3 separate regions of the Sus scrofa genome follow, and regions 2 and 3 are each linked to region 1. A link is a contact called in public Hi-C and HiChIP or PLAC-seq data. All regions are on one chromosome and are shown on one strand. Each heading gives the region's core, a stretch centred on a gene start, on an enhancer-like site or on the middle of the called end of the contact. The rest is flanking DNA. Distances are from core to core; before and after follow the strand shown.

What was found. A called contact is a pair of places that touch in the nucleus more often than the background predicts. HiChIP or PLAC-seq counts read pairs in DNA pulled down with a chosen protein or histone mark.
Region 2: a contact with region 1 is called in an H3K27ac HiChIP or PLAC-seq map of alveolar macrophages. The contact joins the promoter of GPR171 here to the promoter of P2RY14 in region 1. A contact is called at or near these places in 11 of 47 Hi-C or Micro-C datasets (alveolar macrophages, blood, embryonic fibroblasts and 3 more) and 1 of 2 datasets of contacts at active chromatin or transcription factors (alveolar macrophages).
Region 3: a Hi-C map of embryonic fibroblasts shows a contact between it and region 1, with 3 times the contacts expected there. The contact joins the enhancer-like site here to the promoter of P2RY14 in region 1. A contact is called at or near these places in 13 of 47 Hi-C or Micro-C datasets (alveolar macrophages, blood, embryonic fibroblasts and 5 more) and 1 of 2 datasets of contacts at active chromatin or transcription factors (alveolar macrophages).

What each region holds. Positions count from the first base shown.
Region 1 is chr13:91,452,437-91,455,066 of Sscrofa11.1, reverse strand. It overlaps P2RY14 (P2Y purinoceptor 14), which reads left to right and starts at 1,306. Exons shown (of 4, transcript XM_021069622.1): 1 at 1,306-1,824. The region is part of intron 16 of MED12L (mediator of RNA polymerase II transcription subunit 12-like protein); the gene reads right to left.
Region 2 is chr13:91,388,952-91,391,581 of Sscrofa11.1, reverse strand. GPR171 (probable G-protein coupled receptor 171) reads left to right here and starts at 1,343. Exons shown (of 2, transcript XM_021069629.1): 1 at 1,343-2,630. The region is part of intron 16 of MED12L (mediator of RNA polymerase II transcription subunit 12-like protein); the gene reads right to left.
Region 3 is chr13:91,408,150-91,410,779 of Sscrofa11.1, reverse strand. All of the region lies in intron 16 of MED12L (mediator of RNA polymerase II transcription subunit 12-like protein), which reads right to left. All of the region lies in intron 2 of P2RY14 (P2Y purinoceptor 14), which reads left to right. Among named protein-coding and RNA genes, the nearest start is that of GPR171, 19 kb to the right of the region's middle. Within about 2 kb of position 1,294, at least 20 of the 83 cell types and tissues checked have an H3K27ac peak or open chromatin away from gene starts, as enhancers often do. A contact at or near this core is called in alveolar macrophages, embryonic fibroblasts and fetal liver, where this site is marked.

The DNA.
Region 1 (2,630 bases), core at 57-2,556:
ACTAAGGATCAATAGTGACTATGTCTGTATGTAAGACTCAAAATAAGCAAATGCGCTTCGTGAAGGATGGGACTGGAATCTGATTTAGTCACTACTTCATCTCCAGTACCTGGAACACTGCCTACCACACAGTAGGTGCATACTAAGTATTTAGAACAGGACCTGGCATATCATATCTCCATAAATAAGTACTACTGACTGCTGCAACCATAAACGTAGGGTACACTTTTAAGTCCAACTGAACTTGACACGTTAATAAACTCTGAGCCCATAATTCAGCTATGGAACAACCTGAGTGAACACACCTGCAACGTAGCAGCCTAATAAAGAGCCTTTCAGGGCAAAGTTTCTTTCTTATCTGGTTCTGAGTCACACACTTTAATGAGAGGTTTGCAGCCAAATTTAGTATTTCCATTTCTAACTGCACACTAGTATTCAGCAGGAAAGAGAGCACCCTTCAGGACATTATAAATTATATTATACAACTTGAAAAGGAACCAGAAATACAAAGAGGTCCTGCCTCTCACTTTCAAAACAGTAACATTAACAGCACACACTTAGCAAAAGATTAACACACGAGTTAATCTGAAGCCCTACTCATGATCTATTTGTCAGTAATGCTCAAATATGGAAAAATTAATGTGGAAAAAAATGGCAATAATAATACCTCTTATCTAACAGATGTGGTCAGGGGTGCCAAAATGCTTCTTTACTCAAACGCTAATTCCACATTTCCAGGTAGCCCCAGTCACCACCTGTTTGTGAACAGTAGTTACACTGGGTGGCTGTTGACAAGGAAGGGGGAGCAAACCTTGCCACCCCCAAATCTGTCTCTTTGGTCTGCTCATTATTTTGAGCTGGAAAAAATCTAGGCCCCAAAGATTCAGGAACCTTTGACCATCCCCTTAACTGACTAAAAGAATTTAGACAGAGGACCTGTCCCAGGAAGGGAGCCATCATGAACAAGGTGTACAACGGGAGGACCCTAGCAAACGTTTTTGTTAAAATGTTTCTCTGTGTCCCATTGTTCCTGTGGCCCAAGAAACACTGGTTTACCATCTGCTCTTTCTCATCTTCCTGTGCATTACCTTCCTCCCCTTTGAATTCCACGACCCCCCACCATCCTCCTTTGCCCTTAGCTGAAAACGGTATTTAAGGTGGTGGCTTCTGCCACGTTGTGAGTTACTGAGTTTTCCTGGGTCTCTCCCGTGTATACGTGTTATGACACTTTTGTTTGCTTTTCTCCTGTTAATCCGTCTCATGTCAACTTTATTCTCAGATTGGCCAGAGGAGCTCAGAAGTGAGGGGGGAGTTCCTTCCTCCCCTACAACAGTTTCCTTTTAGGAGGGTGTGGCAGATGGGTGCCCCCACCAGCTCTCCGCCTCTCACATGTTGAACTTGGTAATGGCAAAATTTGAAAAGAAAACCTACTCAGGTTGTTGCCTGGCTGTTCATTTGCCGTATGATGTGGTGACGTGGCGGGGGAACATAGTAGAAAATTTCAAAAAGGAAAAAAACTCACATTTTTTGTTTTTTTTGATCACTGAAGGAAAGGCACTAGCACGGAGGCCAGCCTGATATCCACGTAGATCCAAACATCTCTCTCTCCCTCCTTGTTTCCATTTCCCAACCTTGAGCAATTTCAAACTGACCAATTCAGCAGTGACAGTCAACCTTCTGTCTCGTGGTTTCTGTCAAGTTCCTGATTTTCATCTGTTCTTGAAGACGAGCAAGAACTGCGTAAGGACAGTCTTAATTTGGAGCGTCCACTGAGACATACTTTGAAATAAGTGCTGTGACTCGCAGACGAAGGTCTACAAACAGGTAAGGAAACAGCTTTTCCATGAAAGAACTTGAGTGTGTGTGAACAGGGTGTGAGAATGGAAAAGGAGATTTCTGAGTAACACCAGACTGTCCCCATTCTCAGTAAGTACTTTGGGCTTGAGAACTATAACTGGTTAACATGGTAATATATTTGCTCACGCTAGCTTGGGGATCCAAATTTAACATTTTATCACTGAGGATTAATTAGGATTTCCAGTTGTGACTGTCAAAATATATCTGTGATGAGGAAATGCCAAAGAAAATGCTTAAAAGATATTCATTCAGGATGAACATTTCTAAAGCTTATATATGCACACCAAAATTGTCTCTAAAAAGTGCAAAATCAATTATGACAATAATACTTACAAGTCAGTTTTTGTTTGCAATTTCATGTGTACATAAATACACAATTAGTATTTATTTGTGTATATATACTTATATAGGTAGAAGTTTTTTAACCTTTGTTTTTATTGGAATAAATTATCCCTATTAATACCTAGCAAGCTATGTATTTGCCTTTAAAGAGAACTATAAACTGAAAAAAAAAAAATACATCCTATGCATAGCAAAAATTTAACTTCACATGCTACTTATTATATAGGTCTGGGACAAACTACCTAAATTATTCAAAGTACTTTAAACATTATAATTTAAATTACAAGGGAATTAGCACAGATCCACCCCATCAGATCCAGCCAATCTCATGCAATCCATCTAGTTCATAAATATTTTTTTCAAGCAAGGACAACTAATTCTACAGAGAAAATGAATCAAAGATCACAAAAATACACTGCAGTTTGCATATT
Region 2 (2,630 bases), core at 94-2,593, 64 kb after region 1:
CCCCACCCATAAAGAGCAGAATCTCCTCCGTCTCATGGATTTCTTTAAAGAAAATAAATTCTCAGACCTGTGTTTCTGGCTGTGCAGGGGCTACCTACCCTAACATTTATTTTCCTCTTCCTCATCAGTTCCAAAGGGCTACCGTGCTATGTTTTTAAAGTGAATTTTAAGAATGTTACCCATTAAAAAGGATTCCTCTGAAATACTGTTGTTTGGTATTTGTGTTCAATAAAATCAAAAGCATGATTTGTGTGGATAGGGGTTGAGTAAAAAAGATTTCCTTTCTCAATTCATGGGGCAATTTAGCTTTAATTCTCAAACATACAAAATATCCATTAAAGTAACTAATATGTCATTTCTTAAATAAAAAGTACTGCCATGACCAAGGTAAGATAAAACAAAAAACAAAAAACCAAAAAAAAACCGAAAAACCAACTTCACCTTACTTCTTCCCACTTGGGTTTCTAAAATACTAGGCTAGTGGTGACGTATAATTTCCTAGAACACTTAGAAAATACCCTCTGAAAAACATTTGTCCTTAATGAAACAGAAAGAAGTGACTTACGGAAATTAAAATAGAACTCACGTTAAAAACACAAGAGGGAGGGTAGCCCAAAAACAAACAAAAAAAAGCTTGTTTCCACCACGAATAAACTTCCACAAAACGCCAGCTTGTCTCAAGTTCATTCTCAGAAGGAAGAACGTGGTTCAGTTTCACTATTAAAAGACTGGTTTTTCACTCTTCAAAAAAAGGAAATAGAACACAGAGAACTAGGAGACTTTAGCTCTTTATATTTGACAATCTAGACGCAAAAAACTGTGGCTATCATAGATTTTTAAGAACAGTTGAATATATTTCTTTACCTTCTTTTTCTTTTTTTGTTTTTTTTTTGGGTTTTTTTCTTTTCTTTTTTCTTTTTTTTTTCTTTTTCTTTTTTTTCCCCTTGGCTGCACCTGTGGCATGTGAAAGTTCCTAGGCCAGGGATCAAACCCACACCACAGCAGTGACCAAGGCCACTGCAGTGATAATGCAAGACCCTTAACCCACTGAGCCTCAAGAGAACTCCTGAATTTATTTCTTAATTCTACCTATACTGCAAAGTGGACAGGAAAATACATATAATATGCCTACTTAAAAAAAGAAAAAAGACATTTTACCAAAAACTTTTGATTCTAGTGTGCTTTCATATCATTTGAAAACCAGTTACCACTCACGTGGTATCCAACTGCATCTCAGCCGATTCCTTCCATCTCAGCCTCTTCATCCCCCAGTGAATGTAAACCTGATCATAACTGCTCACTTACTTGACTGTCTGCAAGCATGTCTTTTCTGAAGTGCATTTTTTGGTGAGTCCTAGCTAATACCACAAATCTTGAGGCACACTAATCTTAAAAGAAAGAGCATTTCCTAGCACTATTATGATGAAACATTAACACTGGTTCTTAACTCGAATCAAATACAGTTTGAGAAAGATTTGGGTTTTCCTCCTCCAATTTATAAGTGAATATATAAATTTTTTTTCTTTTGCAAAATAATAGTAATTACTCAAATCAGCGAGAATACCAGAGTATCTGAAACAAATAGATATTGGCATCATAAGTATCATAACACTGTTGTTTTCAGAAGTTCCCCAGATCCTCCCTAAATTCCCTCCAGGTTGACATTTCTCATCTAGTCTTTGGAGAGATTTTTCTTTTGAAAAGTAAATACCAAAAAGTAAATACCAAAAGCATTTTCGATTCTGGAGAGATTTCTTCTTTTTTCTTTATTGTTTGGAGAATTATTAGGAGAAAGACATGAAACCAAAGCACCCACCAGGCCAATGAAGCAATAGAAAAACTCAGATCCTGACTGACCCAGCTGATGGTTTTGCGCTTGTAGGTAAAATCAACTTTGGAAATCAATTCTGGGCCAGCAGGCGTGGAACTCCCAAGAATATTCTTAGGATGTGAGCTCATGTTCCCTTTTATGAAAGCTACCCTCCTATAAGCAATCTAACCTGGAGTTCCTGTTGTGGCTCAGTGGTTAACGAACCCAACTAGGACCCATGAGGATTCAGGTTCAATCCCTGGCCTCGCTCAGTGGGTTAAGGATCCGGTGTTGCCGTGAGCTATGGTTTAGGACTCAGACATGGATCGGATCTGGCCTGGCTGTGGTTGTGGTATAGCCTGGTAGCTATAGTTTCGGCTCAAGCCCTAGCCCGGGAACCTCCATATGCCACAGGTGCGGCCCTAAAAAGGACAAAAAGACAAAAAAGAAAAGAAATCTAACTTAACAAAGCTGACTGATGAAGGGGATGAGGCAGTGACTTTCTGTTGGGTCCCTCAATCAGACACTCAATCAACAGTTACTCCCCCACAGGAGGATGAACACTTGCCCTGATGATTTAAATGTACACTAGAGGGTCCCTTCATATACAACCAATTCATTACTAAATATCTATCTCAATTCATTAACATGACGGGACCAAATTGACAAATGCGCATTGCAGGTTTACTCTCTGGCTTAGAAAAAAGAGATCCAATATATTCTTGAATGAAAACACAGCAAACTATAAACAGTATGCACAACAGAGTAACATTCTTAAGGGGGTATACATACTCATAGAAAAATTTTAAAGCACATGCAC
Region 3 (2,630 bases), core at 45-2,544, 44 kb after region 1:
AAAAACAACAACAACAACAAACAACAACAACACAAAAACATGGATTAAAACAAAGCTGGGCTTGGTCTAAGCAGGTCATGAGCACGAAAAATCCAATTTATGGTATAGCTGAAAAGTAGCACTTATTATCAGATTCTATTTATTCAGACGTTGTATCTGAAGTGATAAGGAAATGGCATCTAATAGCTCGCACTGCGGCATGGCAAGATGTAAGATAACCTTCTTATAACATATTTGATTAACTCACATTGAAATCCAAATGAAAAGTGAACTAATCACAAAATGATTAATCTAAAAAGGCCACGTACATCCAACAATGGATTCCATTGGGATGGGCCTAGGATTCATAAAAAAATAAAGCTCTTTCATTTCATATGTACTCTGAGCACCATCTTTACACTTCATAAAAATGCATCTTTTACATTTAAGTCCTAGTCATTTTGAAATGAATATAGTTGTTTCATTGTCATATGTTGTGTTAAATAAAATACAAATTCATTTAAAGAATTTCCCGATTCATTAGTTAGTATCACAGAATATTTTATTAAATCCAAGGTTACAGGTAGGAAACACAAAAGTTTTAGGTTTTAAAGTGTATGACAATCATTTCTCGGTAGTATTTACCCTCCCATTTAAAGCCCTTCGTGGTTATTTTTTTTCCCTTTGGAAATGTAAGCCTGAATCTTGAACAAACATACTGGTGGTTGATATTTAGCTAACCAGTTAAAGGTGCTGGTTTCTCAGAAATGAAAATCTGTTCCCCATCTCCCTAGCAAAGGGATATGAATTACTGCCCGAGGCCCCAAGATCTGAACATCTGAGTACCGCATGCCTAATTGAGAAATGCAAACACCATTTCAGTGAAGCAAAAAGAGGTCAGAGATTCACTTCCTTGCCTGGCCCCAGGGAATAGAACCATATTCCAAAACAATGCTACAGAAGAACAGGCTGGGGAAAAAAGTCAGGAATCTAGCGGAAGAGCACAAAATGCTTTGGACTTCACTCATACCCCCTGCTGCTGGGTGCTGCTTCCTGTGACTAGAACCCAGGGACCTTAAAGTTCCCACCACACCACACCCCACCCCTACCAGCTTCCCCCAGGCTAACAATGCTGGGCAGATAACCGAGGATCGGGGCCCTGTGCAAAGGATCTGCAGTGCCTCCTGCAGCCGGAGTTTCTGTTCAGAAGAACATCCACTTCAAACAAATGTGGGGAAGTAGGGCACCGTGGGAGCTCCACCCAGGGGAAGTCCTGGCCAAATGAAATTCCCAGAGACATCAACTCTTCTGTTGTCAGCTGAGTCACTCCCTGAACCCTCAACATCCCCTCTGAGTCATATACCGCCAGGCACCAGGTATTTGATTCTTACAGGAATAGAAACTCTGTGAGGTAGCAACTACTACCCTCTCGTTTTTAGAGATGGAAAAAAGGAAACGAGGAGGCACTTAGTAACTCTTCCAAAATCATAGCTGTTGACAACTTCAGCCCTATTTCCAACCAAGGGTCAGTGCATCCAACACTGAATCACCAATGGGCTGCGCTGTCTGCCCATTACTCCATCAGAGCAGTAAAGAAAACCACTTCACAGTCTGAGACCTAAGCTTTGAATTACTTATTGCTGCTGAGTTACTCAATGTATAGTAAAGGTTTAGCATCAATAAGAGAGGTGACTATATTCTCTTCCTTTCTATGTCAAAGTGAAAACAAATACAAACTATCATTAAGGGGCTATTTCAGCTCAACCTAGGAACATTTAGAAATGTCTGGAGGTATTTGTGGTTGTCTGCTGCTGGCACCTAGTGGATAGAGGCCAGGGATGCAGCTAAACATCTTTTCAATGCAGCAGACGGCTCACTCAATATAAGGTCAACAATGCCAAGGGGGAGAAACTCTGGGCTTTGCCAAAGACCATAGATAGAAACCCCCCACTCCAAATCCATCCCAACAAGCCATGTGCAGTTCCTGACACAGAGGCTCAGGATGGGTGTCCCAGAAGTCCTGCAACCCTTGTGATCTGCTCGCATAAGTGCAAAATGTGAAGACAGACCAGGGTTCTATAAGGTGCCAGTCTTGCTCTTTGCTGAATTTTGCCACGAGTATTTTAAGGGAAGTGGTTGGGATTAAAAGTAAAAACTAAGTTTGTGCATAATCAGCTTACTAGCCACAGGAACTCACCACACGTTATCTCACATAATGGAAGGTGGGCTCTGTTTGAGGCAAAAACTGTTTTAGTTTTTGTGAGTTTGGGAATCTATAAACAGGAGGGCCCAGGAGGAAGGCCTGGCAGTCAAGACAGGGCTGAGCTTATATTATGCTTTGGTGGAAGAGGATGTTTGTGTCATTCAGCCTAAGGAGGGCACGCAAGTATCTCTAATGTGAGAACAAATTACCACAGCTCCTCAATTAAAGTATGAGATTCCAGCATTCATCCAATTATAAGTCAAACTAAGGCATGTTTGTCACTGACCTAGGTTCTAACTGAAGGTGAAGTCAATGGGCCATGATGGCCAGGAATTTGGAGAATCAAGTCAGAACTAATCAAGAGCTCATGTCCATACAAGAGAAAACTGGCTTGATGGGGAGAAGCAGCAATAAGGAGCTCCCTGATGATGTAGCAGGTTAAGGATAC